Linked DNA regions of Mus musculus: all the other regions are linked to region 1. The links are chromatin contacts, called in public HiChIP or PLAC-seq maps. All regions are on one chromosome and are shown on one strand. The core of a region is the stretch at or near the end of the contact, and the rest is flanking DNA. Distances in the headings are between cores, read along the strand shown.

Region 1 (4,863 bases), core at 972-3,471:
ATCACAATCTTTTTTCAGAGAACTATAGCCTGGATATACCATATATTTGAAAATCTGTGATTTACCATTGGCATGCAAGGATTGGACTCACAATTATTTAAATCTCCATTATTTTCCATCAAGGGAGTTGAAAATATATCACAAACTCTTAAAAGTGGCCAGCCTTTTAGCCTTCAGATGTCTTCTGGTGGATAAGATGGAGCCTTGTGGAGGTAAAACCTGACATTCCCAAGGTCATACACTATTCGAAGCTGAGTCAAGAATAAAATCCTGAGTTATAGCTACTGCTCCTTAGTCCTTTTTGCTATGCTGTAATATGGCTATTTTTTCCTGTTATGTAATACACACTAATCTGATTTTCTTTTTCTCCTTCTCAACTGAAGCTCTGAATCAGCTAATCTTGATAATTACCAGGACAGGAAGCAAGAGACTGAAAATGGTTCTGTAATCAGAGAAGCTCCCTGCTAAGAGAGACGCTCTATTAGAAGCATGTCCCGAATGCTGGGACTCCACATCTGCTCTGCCTTCCACACCCCTCTAAGTTCCTGTGGCTCTCTTTCTTTTCCTGGGAGAGCTTGAATGGCCCGGCCAGCCTCTTAACCACAGCCTTTGCATTACCCTTTAGTACGCAGCTATTTGGGGGCTCCCATTACTTCTTTCTGAGCCACAGCCTGTCCTATGGTAGCCACTTGTATCTTGGCTGTCACTTGCTATCTGTTTCCTCCTTGGTTGCTTGACCTCCTGACCTTGACCTCAGACTTTACCATAGTCTTGCTTCCCTACTCAACTCTAAAGTGTTCAGATACCCAGGAAATAGTGTGACAGAAATGGACGGGACAAGGAGCCTCAGCAACTCCAGAGATGGGTTCTGATTCAAACACGTCTCTTCTGTAGAAAGACTCCCTCAGCCCTAGAAAAGTGCCTAGTATGTTCTTGATCCTTTATATAACAGGAGTTTCCTATTAGAGAATATAGCTCTCTAATTTAGAATTTCCCTTTCAGATTACTACAATTTTTACTGTTTTCTTTTGGGCCCAGATACAGTCATCTTTAAAAACATTGTTTTAATCTCTTAGTGGAACTCATAAACTAAGAAGGTCAAGCTCATTATCCCAAATGCCCTTCTCGGCTCTGCGGTTACATAATTGCAGGGAATTCTAAGAACTGTTCATCAGGACATCCACACTGCTCTCTATAATTGTGGATTGTCCCCCAGCCTCAGTCACAGCAAATGGACCCTTTTCTTATTAAAATAATGGCTTCCTCCTCCTGGGTCAACATATTAAGTCACAGCAGCCACCAGTATTACCTCATGCACACAGTGGGCAACCAGTTGCCATCAAATCCTCTGGGAGATCTTAAACTAGGAGGAAATCAGTGGAACAACATGGGAAAGTGGGGGTTTAAGTATGAAAGTGAGAGTATAAACTACATTATAAAAAACCACTTCTTTCATTCATAGGTATAAATATTGAATGGGAACACTCGGTGCGACAGATCCTCCCTCTGATATAGCTCACCCTGACATTGCAGACAACGCTTCCCCAGCTCACTGTCACGGACTAAAACCCCTCCCTTACCTTTCTCTGTCTTTCACTGACTGTTCTGCCATTAACTTCTTCAGCTCTTCCAGACGCCGGAGATCTCTCTTTTCCATTTCTTGCCACTTCTGCTGTTTCATAGCCCAGTATTTTCTTATCTAGTGCATGAATGTTACACCAAATTTAAATTAACAACAGATAATGGGGGCGAGACACAAGACAACAACAGTATCCAGTTGCTCAGACAGCAAAGATCAGATTGCAATGGCATTTCATCTTTGTGTGTGTGTGTGTGTGTGTGTGTGTGCTTTAGAACTACCTATAAAATATTCGCAACAAAAAAAAATTAAAAACACAAAGATGCAAGTCTCTGGAAAGTGCTTGGCTTAGCCCTTTCTGAAGTGGAAATGTACCCTATGCTGAGACCTCGATTTTAATCTATGGCTGAAATAATTGACTTTCAGGGAACCACCGTAAAAGCATGTTACTGCCTCTGAAGAATATAACCTACCTGTTACCCAGGGGTATTTTTATCCTCTTATGGTAATGCAGTCTTTAACAAATATGGCATTAAGACTATTTTTACCTTAAAAGCATGGGTTTATTTATGCTAATGGATAGCAGGATGTTGAAAGCGTTATGCCCCTGGAGGAAGTGGCAGGAGATGGGTGGGAGGAAGGAGGGGAAGTACGAATTAACACGGTTGTGGTAAAGAGTAGTCTCGACCTATGTGGTAAAATAAAGGTCACGCTTATCAGGTTGACAAAGATGGAAGGCATTGTTCTTCCTGGGCTGGCTTTACTTCTCTCAATGGAAGCAAATAAGCATTATTTCCATGTCAGGGTTCCACAGTGTGCTTAGGCAACCCAAGTTAGTAGAAGCCGTTCCACTACTCTAGGTTGCCACGTTCCTGTCGTGAGACACTGGCTCTTGCTAGGAAAAGACAGAACGGCACCTCCTCAGTGCTGACAGGCAACAGTCTGTAGGGGCTGCCTAGCCAAACCTCCAGTGTGGCATTTCCTCTTCTGAAAGTTTAGACAGGAAAAGCTAAGTGATTTCCTGGCTGTCCTGAGCACGATGTTGTCTGATCGCTAGGAGCCTCTCAAGAGGCAGCCGAGGATCCTCTGGAGCACGGGCAGAGCAGTGATGCAGCCGAAGGGGAACAGCAGCTCAAGGCTCAGCACAGTGGAAGGTGAAACCCACTCCGCATGACTAAAGGTAGAGTTTAAAGAGAACAGAAAAAAAAAAAAAAAACCAGAAAGAAACCTACAACAAAGATAGAGAGAGAAAGAAACAGAGAAAGACAGAAAGTCAGAGACAGACACACACACACACACACACACACAGAGAGAGGGGGGGGGGAGAGCAGTTCACGTGATAAATGCCAGCAATCCCTAAGTGCCAGGCAGGATAACAGACTATCTTCATCGGGCATAAGTCATCTTTATACTTTTCTGCATTCTCTTACAGGTTTTTTGGCAATAAATATGTCTTTCATTATCACAGTGGTACTGCTACTTCAAAATTAAGCTTTAAAAGGCATATATATGAAAGACAACTTTCTCCTAGGTCATTCCAGCCCAATAATAGACGCTCACTCTTGGTGCTGGCCTAGAAGGAAGAGCAGAGCTCCTTCTGAAGACTGGCTGCTGATGCCTGCTCGCCTCTGCCATTACTTATGTTGCCTTATGCAGATCAAAGACTATGATCTCTTTCCATCTCTGCTTTCTTCCTCCAAGGCAGTCATTTACAGTGTTAAGCCTGAGTGGGGCCTTGAGAAACCTCAGGGCCATGATCTGAAAGGTTCCTCAAAGCTTCAGACTTCAGAGGACCTCGTCCTCGCTATAACTGAAATCACAGGAAAAAGAGATACTCACTGAATATAGCACCCTTTACCTGTTCTGGTCAGTGCTATCTGTGGACTTCCGGGTCACCCCCAGATCTGGTCGAGAATTCAGACACCCGAGTCACAAAGCCCTCCAGGCTACCTCTGCCGACATCGAAACTGCCTTTCAACCTGTTACTCTAATATTTTCAAGACTTTTACAAAGAATTATCTCCTCCTTCAGGATTTGATTATCATTAGCATTCTACCCATAAAATCTTAAATTATATAGCAATAGGCTCTTTGGCCAGAATTGGCCCCTCTCCATCTTCATCCTCTGGCTTTTGGCTTTGTACACTGGTTAGTTTGGCCCTGAACATGATGCTTTGCTAGTTAGTAAATCCCTTCTCTGCCCCACTAGATTGCAAAGCACGTGATTTACCAATCTTGGCGTTTCTGAATGTCTTCTAGAACAGTGTGTGCACTTAATAACCATTTGATTAATGATACAATTGTGTGAACAGGTACTAAATCCATGGCTTCCGTGAGACCTTCAGTGAAAATTATCTTTTAAAAATTAATTCCTGGTCAATAGCTCCCAATAGACACGGAGAGGCATGGAGGGAACACATTTTTCACAGGGGACACAAAAGCTCTAACCTTCCTTAAAGTCCCACCAAGGAGAGGAAGGGCTGTCCCCCCCTCAGTGGTCATATGTGCATGGTCTAGAGACACTAAAAGACCCTTATCCAGGGGTAGTTCTCCATCCTTAAATCTCCCTACTCCTCCCCCTGTGCTTCTCTTCATTACCCCTCTGTTCACTTTGTGCTGCTTCCTTCTCTGAAATACAATTAAACACATGAAGAAAGCCTTTCCTGAAACCACCAAGATGGTAACAGCAAAGCGTCTGAGACTATGTATTGCTTTCCCCCTTTACAGCTCCTATACTACTCCTTGCTCATAGCATTCCTACCTCTGTCTTCCAAACAGGAGGGATTGAGCAAGCAAGAAGAAAGGCCGAGCGAGTCTAGGCGAGTAATAAATCCAAAAATATCAGAAATGATCCAGGCTAACTTGTTGCCTTCACAGGTCACAAGGGATCAAATCAAACAACTATCTCAATTCTTATTTTATCAATAATAGGTACCTCTATATGCTTGATTCTATTCAAACACACATGCACGTGCACACTCGCATACTCGCACACTCATACTCACACATACTCACACACACACACACACACACACACACACACACGTATTTAAAACATTATTGGTTTTAGCATTTATTTGTTCATTAAACATTTATTAACAATATGCCTAGAGCCATATGCTGTACAGTTTACTTGGTATGTTGTATTTATAGCAATGGGACTTAGTAGAGGAAAGTCACAATAAAGAAATAAATGAAGGGACAGGTCATTACATATTCTGTCAACTCCTAAGCAAGACTTAAGTAGTGTGAGATTCAGACTAGTTTGAGTGGCTTTTATCAGAA
Region 2 (4,863 bases), core at 678-3,177, 560 kb after region 1:
CTCCCCCACCTCTTAAGTTATGCTCAGCTTTATAGCATTAAAACCAAATGAAGTCGGCGTTGCTTCTGTTGTTGTTGTTTAAGGAGGGTGCTTTTCTTTTAATTCAGACTTTGAACTCTTAGTCATATGTTTAATGTATGTTACTGTCCATATCACCTGCATTTATGGAATATAAATTTGAACGTTTGGCAGGATGCTACTACATTATAAAATAAAATGACTGAGTTAGGCTAATTGACTAAGTGAGATCTTATTTCTCTATCCTTGTTACCACCTGGGACTTTATTTCTGTTTGAGTTGAATGTTCAGTGAAATGGTAGTGTATGTATGTGTGTTTGTGTGTGCATGCACGTGTGTGTGTGTGTGCGCATGCATATATACATGCATGTGATGTCTTGAAACTGGAGTCCTATGTATGACTAAGTAAGTATTTTAATACTGGGTGATAGCCCCAGCCCTTCTGCCTTGTATTTTCATCCATGCAGAACAAACTTGGGCTGTGAATTTTAATACTAGGATAGTTTTAAAAAGATGTTCCATTATCTTTTAAAAAGTAGCTAAGATTATTGCATTGAAAACCTATTTTTCACAGATTTTCATTATTTTGCACAGTTGTGGACCACAGCATCAAATGGGCATGATTATTTAGGCAGATTTTTAAAGTCTTTTTCCCCCTGGTAATATTCAGATAAAATTTCCTTTTCCTTTTTTTGTTTAACACAAGGTGCCAGCTGGGTGCGGATATTACAGCATGTTTTTAAAAGTTTATTTTCATTTCCTTTTTGGGTGTAACTAGTTCTTTTATCTGTTGCTCTCTGAAGATCAAAAGAAAATGAGCTGAAGAAACAAGCGCACAGAGACAGAAGGTATGTATAATGAGTTTCTACTGACTGAATGGAAGTTGCCCTTAAGGATACTGTGGCCCACGAGGGTCCAGGAGTCAGGACAGAGCATGAGAACATGACAGACACAGCTGAGCCTTCGAGAGAGTTGATTAAGATGCCCTTGGATCTGAACACAGAAGCCTTATGGAGGGGCACTTATGACGGCCTCACCCGTTCTGATGTTATCAGACTCATCAGGGGTTGTGACGACTAGAAGCCAGGAACAGAGGGGTTTCCAATTCATTCAAAACATTAGTGCCAGCTGCAAACTCTCTTCTCTATTGGGTGCCTTTAGGAGCCCTCCATTTCAGTGTACAGAGGAGAAGGAACTCCGCAGGGAGCAGGTAGCCTTTGACCAGTGACAGTCTATATGTCCCACCTAAGCATATTCAAACTCAGTTTCAGACAAAGACTGCGGCCTGGGCTGGAGTCTGATTTTAACTATGCCCCAGGTTCCCTCTGACTCCAAACTGTTGCCTGAAATTTTATCAGAACTCAGGAAATCGCCATGGAAAGCTTTGCTTTAGTTACTTTATGGAGAAAGGTGAAAATATGACTTGGGTCTCAAATGCAGTTTGGCAGACAGATTCTTTCAAAACATGGACTCCGTGGGAGAGCAAACAATAGAAAAGATGATGGTTTGTTTTCTCCAAATGAGTCAGAACCTGGCACTCGAAGAGAAAAGCCAGAACTCATTTGGATCATGAAAGAGCATTTAATGAAACCTGATTTTCCCTAGGCCTTTTTTTTTCCCCCAAGAAGAACTACTCTTTTGAGACTTGAAGGCCCTTGTTTTTCTACTGCCCGACACAAACCATAGAGCTTCCCTGGCTGGAGAGCACAGACACACAAGCCTCATTGGCATTTCCAGTTTTAAACCGAATGGATGCAGGCGCTGAAGAGCTCTGGAGATGGCTGCCTTTCGGAAGCTTTCCTGCTGGCTCCGAAGCACAGGATGCTGGCATTTCCAGTGGGCTCACTGTTCTGTGTGGTTTGCCCTTGAAACCGGCTCCCCTCCCGCTTCTCATCCTGTACCCCTCCCAATTTCCACTTTATACAAAGCATTCTGAGCTGTGGCCACTTCCTTTCCCCGCCTTCTCTCCTGCCCAGCTTCTGACATTACCATCCTTTGCTTGCGGCCTCTACCCAACCTTCCCCGTAGCTCACAGGCTTAAGATCCCTCTTCTTGGCATTTCTATTTTCTTGGAATACGTTCTGACGTCAAAGAGCCCTTAAACTGATTGTTGGTCACAATCAGTTGCCACTGTGCCTTTCACTAACTGCTCGGTGACCAGCGTGGGTCACCCTCCCTTTCTGAAGTGGATTTTAGGAGTGGGTATAGCCGACGCTCCTACTATCACTTAAACCTTAGATCTTTAGACACTTCCCACTAGTGTCTATCCTGGTTCTCTCGACACTGTTGGCAACACGCATTTATTTTGTGCTGGCCGAATGCCACGTGATGTGGATACAAACCTCCTGCTCTCCTGCTCCCTAATCTTGGAAGGCAGAAATGGAAAGCTTATGTTACAGGTTAGCCGGGCTACATCCACTGAGGGGTTGCTGGAAGAGAGCTAAAAGTCTCTCTTGCCTTGACTGTTACACATTTAAGACCTGGGGCTTCTAATTTTTGCCTGTGATACCAGGTACATCAAGGTCCCCTTGTGGGGTTCTTAGTCTCTTTAATTAGAATAATTTAACGATGGATTCAAATGGAAACTCGAAGATAGTTTTATTAGTGTTTGAAACAAAAAGAACCCCCGGGGCAGGCAAGTTGTGTATCTCAGCAGCTGCCCAGAGGAGGAAAAATGGAGATGGGAAGCCAGCACAGAGGTCAGCCACATGGTGGGTAAACAGCCACAGGAAGGGAGGGAAGCCTTTAAAAAATACAAAGTACCAGAAAAGGGCACAGTGGGGCTCTGGCAGCCTCCAGGAAGGGAGGGGAGAGGGGGAGGGATGGGGGAGGGAGTGGGGGGGAGACAGGGGGAGGGGAAGGGAGGGGAGGGGGAGGAACAGGTGGAGGGGAGGGACAGGGGGAGGGGAGGGGAGGGGAGGGGAGGGGAGGGGAGGGGAGAGAAGAGTTCCTCCTCTGTGAGTGGAGAAGTCAAGCAGACCAACCCAACCCAACTCATGGCAACTCTAGGGACCTTGCTAAGAGGCAGGCATTCCTGGAAGAAAATATACAGGATTTCATTAACGGTGTGATTATTCCACATATGTCTTTATCATGGCTTAGGTGAACCTGCCTTTTGAAGCATGGAGATCAGAGAAATAGCCCAGGAAAACCATGGTTAGTCTTTTGCCTGGTATCAGACAAAAGGAAAAACAGAAACAAGTTTCTTGCCAAGCTGTGGAATTTGGGTTCAGAGGGTACCCAAAGTCCAGACTCTGGCGTCTCATGATTGCACCAGGGTGTCATGGTTAGAAATAAAAACAGCTTATAAAGAAAGGAAAGCACTCCCAGGAATGGGTGGGCTAGGGAGCTAAGGGAAGAACCCTGAAGACATTAGGACCCCAGAGCTGGACCCAGTAGGACTTTTATAGAACAGCCTTGAGGCTCTGGCTTTTCTTGAGCATGTTGCATGCATTACAAGCTCCAGTCTTCCTTTGAAAGCTAGCCCATGCAAACTGCATTTTTCCTATGAAGCCCAGGCCAAGAAAGGTTTCTGGGTCTTTCTCTGCCACCTGGATTCTTCCGTGTGTTAACTCTTTCACTACACTCCTACACTCTACACTCCTATCGTACTTCAAAGCTCGGGGAGTTGAATGAAAGGATTTTATTCTCAATCTCTACAGTCAGCTTACAATCATGATCATATGAGAAAGAAGGCAGTGTTTGATTGTTAGCTCCCAGAAATCAGGTTCTTGGGTGAGATATACTAGCTAGGAGGCTGGAGAAATGGCTCCATGATTAAGACTACTGGCTATTCTTCCAGAGGACCGAGGTTCGAGTCCCAGCCATGCACACAGTGGCACACAACCATCCGTAAGTCCATTTTCCTTTTCCACAGGCACCAGGCATGCACATGATACACACACACACACACACACACACACACACACAGAGAGAGAGAGAGAGAGAGAGAGAGAGAGAGAGAGCTTAAAACTTAACTGAGTATCTAAAATTCCAGCACGTCAGGAAGAGGAAGACCCCAAAGTTCAGAACAACCTTAGATATACAGTCTATATAAACTGAAACTCTGTCTCAAAATGATTTTTTTAAATATATCTTATATCATTGTTTAAAGCCTCCAACCAATGCTATTGATATGCAGTTTTGAGAAAGTGGATATTTTCTTCTAAGTTCTCCACACAGCATCACTGAAATCAGACCAGTCTTCATCTTTGAATTTTTAGTTATTTCCCAACCAATGAAGAAATATCAGCCACTTGTGTAGCCAGAACTACATGCGCCCACAGAACAATATACAAGAGAGAACAGGGCATGTCGCTTCCTCTCCACACCCATCTGCTCCCCAGCCCACTCAAGAATGGGAGATTCAATGATGGCAAATGGCTGCCGTTTCTTTGATACCCTCAGAAAGGGAGGGAGACCCAAAGATGGCCATTTATGGAAAGAATTATGTAATTTCATCCATTTATCTTTCGAGATCACCAGGGGGACAGAGACTGAAGCAGGATTAACTAAGGAATGTTTAAAACAAGAAATGCTTATCCATATCGGTGCTTCTCTTTTATTTGCCAAATAGGAAATTCTCTCTTATCCAAGATGTCAGCTCCGCTATATTCACTTCACTTAAATGGACAAGCAATTGCAGATATTGTACAATGGCTTAGAGAAAGCAATTTTCCATTGAGAGGCCACTTGGCCTACTTGTCTGAGAAGAAATATACATGCAAAGTAACATGAAACAAAGTTGATTGCCTTTAAGCAAGCTCTTGTAAAAGACGTATGGCTTGATTTGAATCCCAAGGCCTGTGAGTTCATCATTCTCACAAAATGTCATATCTGGAAAGA
Region 3 (4,863 bases), core at 1,475-3,974, 530 kb after region 1:
GAATACTGGCTTCCAGGCAGCTAGGATGAGGGTCTTAAAGCCCACACCCACAGTGACACACCTACTCCAACAAGGCCGCACCTTCTAATAGTGCCACTCCCTGGGCTGAGCATATGTATGCAAGGCATCACAATAGTCATTTAGCAAATGTGCTGTGTGCATCCGGCATAAGTGTAATCCAGGCAGCCTGCAATGTTCCTGAGCTTGGAGTGGAGCACCCCAGTCTCTAATGACATCTTCATATAGACACACCCCCCTTCTGCTAGGGATGCAAGACATACTAGACACATCCTCACCTCAGGCATGGTTATGTGCTGAGGAGCCCAGGGTTAGGGTTAGCATTCTATCTTAAAGGGTCAGAGTTCAACCTATAGCAGTCTTGCACATGCACTTTTGGGTCTTCATGAGCAAAAGGAGACTAATGACAGGGCCAGCCTTGGCAGACCATGAGCAGTCACAGTAGTGCCTACGTGAAGCTATGCAAACGGTGCCTTCAATACAGTCATTGACTCGTAGAATTTGAAATTTTTGTCATATTTTGAGATGCTGTTTACCTGTCACCGCTTCTAGTTATGGTTACTATGGCTGGGATTCAATGCCACGACCAAAATCAGTTTGCTGAGGCAGGGGTTTATTTTCCATAGTTTAGTTCACCGCCTGAAGGAAGTCAGGGCAGGAACCTGGAGGCAGGAGCTGATGCAGGGGCCATGAAGGAATGCTGCTTACTGGCTTGCTCCCGATGGCTTGCTCAGCCTGCTTTTTTTTTTTTTTTTATAACACCTAGGACCACCAGCCCAGGGAATAACACCACCGAGCTGGACCCTTCCACATCAATACTAATTAACAAAATGCCCTAAAGGCTTGCCTACAGCCTAAACGTATAGAGGCATTTTCTCAAAGGAGGCTCCCTCCTCTCAGATGACTCCAGCTTCTGTCACGTTGACATAAAAGCTACAATGTTGACTTTATTTGCCATATCTTAAAGAAACCAGACCTGCTGCTGGCCCAATAGGACTCCAGTGCAGTTGCTGAAACCATCATAGCTGGAGCCTACTGACCGTGCAAAGCACTCTGTTCCAGGCTTGTTGCCCATTGTCCACTTTTAGCTACCCAGGAATGTTATACCAGGCTTTGTACTGCTGTGCTGTTTCTACCCAGTGATCTGTCAGATCTCATCTAAACAGCACCTCTCCCGTGAGTCTGCCCTAACCTCCGATTAGGAGCTACTGTGTTTCAGCTCTGCCTGCAGGATGTAATGTTGCTATATGGTTCATGCGCATTTGCCTGTCTAGAACCTCCCATTCTCCAGCACTCCGGACCTGTATACTACCGTGTGTCCACAGCAACTACAGTGCCTGGAAAACACTCATATTGCCTGCTCAAAAGCCATCCCTTATTTAGTTAACCTAACTGAGCCCCGGTTTCTCTCTGGTATCAAGAACTCCAAAAGATTACAGGGCAGATGTCTTACAGTGAATCATCAATTGTATCAAATCCCTAGAATATATAGCACCTACTCTATGCCTCCCGCTCCTCTGAGGTCAGAGCCGTGCCTGAGGCTTTCCAGGAAACTTCTTACCCCAGGGATATTTACTTTCCAAGGCACTGATATTGGCCATGTTGAAGATCTACTGCCGCGACTCTAGGACATAAAAAGTCTAGAGTTGCTGGAAACTTGGGAGTACGCACGTGGCCCAAGTGGCCATAGTACCAGGGGTGTAGGAATAAACGTCAACCTGATGAGGATGAGAGAGCCAAGGTATGGAGAGCGCTTAAGTCCCTGGTGACCTCACCAAGACCGCACCACTCATTCCTAGCACCGCCCCCCCCCCCCCCCGACTCCTGGAGAGAGGTGACATTCACGATCCTACCTGTGTCATGGTGGTGTTGTTACCTCATAGTGATAATATCTCTCTCAGAGTCAATATCCTTTTCAATATTGTTTGGTTACATCATGTTTTCTGTCTCTTGAAGGTACACATATCTAACCAATATTGAAGTTACACATATCTAACCAATACAGGCATTAGGAAATATGTCTTTTGAATGAGCAAATGAAGAAAGGGAAACGGCCCCCTTTAATGTGTGTCATCGTGTGAAATCTTTCCAATAGCCTCGGACCTGGAAGCTGCACCATTAGAGCCGAGAAAACTGGACCCCAGAGAAGACCCTGCCTCCTATCCAAGGCCGCAGGATTAGGAAGGCCAGAGCTGAGTCACATTTAACTGCCGCGCTATCTATCAATTTACTATCTTTAGCATCTCAGTTCAGACTTTTTATCCATAGCAGAAGGTTCTCCTTTGAAGTTTCTTTTTCTACTTCCTACTGACTTCATTTTTTCTTTCTTTCCAGTGTTGGGGATGGAACTGAGAGCCTCCCAGAGTGTAGGCAACACCCCCCTGCTGAGATGTACCCTTGACCTCCCGTTGACCTTTCGACCTGCTACCTTAAAAGTCAGCCTCCTAATTTTGACCTTGGGCTGATGGGCCTATATCCATTTGTTTCTAGTCTACTTAATTCTTCAGCGTCATAGCTACCCGTGTCTTCTGACTAGGAAATAGCACCCACGCTTCCCCATGTCTGAGATCAGAGTCCCCACAGTGCTCCAAGGAACTTCAACGAAGATATATTCCCATGCCACTCCATCTCTCTACCTCCCTCATGGCTCATCAACTTTGCCTTGGCACACATCCAGGTTGACCACGTGAGCGTACTATGTTGGCAGGAAGCCTGGGTATAGTGGGAGAGGCCTCAGGAAGCATTGCCATCTTACTGTGAGACCCGAGTAGATACACGCAGGGTACACGTATATGCTTTTTAGCAAACCTAGAAAGAACACCACTCTGGCACAGCTTTCTTCCCCTGGGTAGGAACACAGAGAAACCACGGTTTTCTCTCTACTGGCCAGAATGTCTGCTGCTCACAGCCAGGACTTCATAGATGAACGCTGTAGAAAACGTCTTAGCTGCACCCAAAGAACTTCAAGTGTTTTGCTCTCGCTTCTGAAGGAAAACAAACAAATAAACAAAAAAAAAAAAAAAAAAAAAAAAACCGGCCCTGGTAGTCAGCAAAGCTCCAGAAAACTGGCTGTGGAAGGTATCTTGTAAACTGGAAATCATCTGCCCTCTAGTGGTCATCTGCAGGAAGTTCCAACCCGAAAACAGCCAGGACGGAGAAGGCAGAAAGAGTGTGTGACAAAAAGAGAACCCGTAATAAGTCGTCATGGTGGGAAGCCACCATTCGTTAAAAACCAAATATAGGTCACGAGAGTAAAAATAGACATCCGAGCTTTTCACAAACCCTAGCAGGTTAGATCAAAGTCGCCCTGAACTTAGCACTTGGGTGGCATTCCAAACCCAGAGAGTACTGAGCAGGAGAAAACCTACGCCCTGGGACTCCTCCCAGGAAGGGAAGGCTGTTGTGGGTGGGGAAAGATTTGATATGAAACTACATCAGAGGAAGTGTTTGTTTTTATTGCTTCCTGAGAACTGGGAAAGGATGAAAGAAAGTACAAGAAAGGCAGATAGAGGAGGGCTGCAGGTTCTCCAAACGTGAGCTGCCCGCCCTGATTAGTCTGCAGTGCCCAGGACTGTTGGGTGGGGTTGCTTGGTGAGACTATTCAGGACGGTGGAAGAAGCTGTTTCCCCATTGATGCAGGACTGAAAATAGTCTAAAGCACACGAGGAGAGACGCCTGGCCTGAAAAATACTTCCTGGAGCAGCCTAGGGGTCAAGGAGGGGCCTAGGAACCCATAGAAGTGATGGGCAGCGCCCCTGGCCATTAACTGAGTCAGACCTATTTAAAACAAACTTATGCCAAAGTTATAGACACCCTCAAGGTGGAAATCAATTCGTGGGGCCTGTGGGTGCAGCTTAGGGAGAAGGGTTGCTTGTACAGGAAATAAAAGACCTGAGAGGAGCGCATGTTTAGACCATGGTGTTTAGAAACAACAACCAGACTTTGTAGTAACCCCTGCCCGAATGCCAGCTCACATAATAACAAAACATAAGAAACCTTGGTGATGGCCCATGCCAACTCGGACGTGAGGAACTTAGGGTCCAAGGACAGATCTGTGATCTTAAAAGAATGTAATGAGCTGTTGGCATTCCTGGGGTGCAGACTCGATAAGAAACTAGATCAGAAAAAGGGTTTGTTTGTATTTCTTCTGCCCACAGAGGCAAAGGAGGAAAAGAAAAGCCAGAGCCCAGATGAACAACTGGAAGCTGGTATGTTCCTGGTCAATGAGGTGAGCAGCTGACCTGGGCTTCACGCCCTGGTCCCTCATCACAGACTACATCCTTCTCTTCTCTTCTCTCTCTCTCTCTCTCTCTCTCTCTCTCTCTCTCTCTCTCTCTCTCTCTTATGGTGAAATAGCCTGAGTTGACAGAAGCTGCTGTCAAATGCTCCTCTCTGACCTAATCTACAGCCTTTCAACTAATGCCAGAACCAGAGCCCTAAAGCTGCCAACACATCTGAAAAAATACTTAACTCTTTGTCTGAGGATCGGACCCAGTTGTCCAAATAAAGTCCAAATAACGAGCACAGTGAAGCTATTCCGTGTATTTTTCATGTGTGCCTGGGAACAAACGTTATAGTCCCTGCCGATGAGATTTCTTTTCTTCAATGGTATTGCAGGGCTGCAGCTTCAGAGCATGCGCAGTCTGATGGGCGAGCATGCTGAGAGCCAGGTGAGGTTTTCTTTGTCTTCACTGCGCTGGGTACGGAACCTTCCTGGCATCTGTTGTGAATGGGGCACCAGCAGTTAGGAATCAGGATCTGTGTGCTTATTCCGTTTTACAGCAAGTGGCAACAGAGGAGAAGAGACACAGCCCTGCAGGGTACAAGTAGCCACTCTCTAGCCTA

Evidence for each region. HiChIP or PLAC-seq counts read pairs in DNA pulled down with a chosen protein or histone mark.
Region 2: a contact with region 1 is called in an H3K27ac HiChIP or PLAC-seq map of regulatory T cell precursor, with 4 times the contacts expected there. The contact joins two enhancer-like sites. A contact is called at or near these places in 1 of 39 promoter capture datasets (embryonic stem cells), 2 of 115 datasets of contacts at active chromatin or transcription factors (regulatory T cell precursor and thymic regulatory T cells) and 1 of 9 other capture datasets (macrophages).
Region 3: a contact with region 1 is called in an H3K27ac HiChIP or PLAC-seq map of regulatory T cell precursor, with 13 times the contacts expected there. The contact joins two enhancer-like sites. A contact is called at or near these places in 8 of 39 promoter capture datasets (3T3-L1-derived adipocytes, the HPC-7 cell line, cranial neural crest and 4 more), 2 of 484 Hi-C or Micro-C datasets (bone marrow-derived macrophages and nephron progenitors) and 2 of 115 datasets of contacts at active chromatin or transcription factors (bone marrow-derived macrophages and regulatory T cell precursor).

The regions. Positions count from the first base shown.
Region 1 is chr2:58,904,775-58,909,637 of GRCm38.p6, forward strand. Ccdc148 (coiled-coil domain containing 148) reads right to left here. Exons shown (of 15, transcript NM_001372501.1): 12 at 1,581-1,699. Among named protein-coding and RNA genes, the nearest start is that of Upp2, 150 kb to the left of the region's middle. Within about 2 kb of position 2,222, at least 50 of the 459 cell types and tissues checked have an H3K27ac peak or open chromatin away from gene starts, as enhancers often do. A contact at or near this core is called in regulatory T cell precursor and thymic regulatory T cells, where this site is marked.
Region 2 is chr2:59,469,019-59,473,881 of GRCm38.p6, forward strand. No RefSeq gene overlaps it. Among named protein-coding and RNA genes, the nearest start is that of Dapl1, 13 kb to the right of the region's middle. Within about 2 kb of position 1,928, at least 76 of the 459 cell types and tissues checked have an H3K27ac peak or open chromatin away from gene starts, as enhancers often do. A contact at or near this core is called in regulatory T cell precursor and thymic regulatory T cells, where this site is marked.
Region 3 is chr2:59,435,452-59,440,314 of GRCm38.p6, forward strand. No RefSeq gene overlaps it. Among named protein-coding and RNA genes, the nearest start is that of Gm46743, 17 kb to the left of the region's middle. Within about 2 kb of position 2,725, at least 148 of the 459 cell types and tissues checked have an H3K27ac peak or open chromatin away from gene starts, as enhancers often do. A contact at or near this core is called in regulatory T cell precursor, where this site is marked.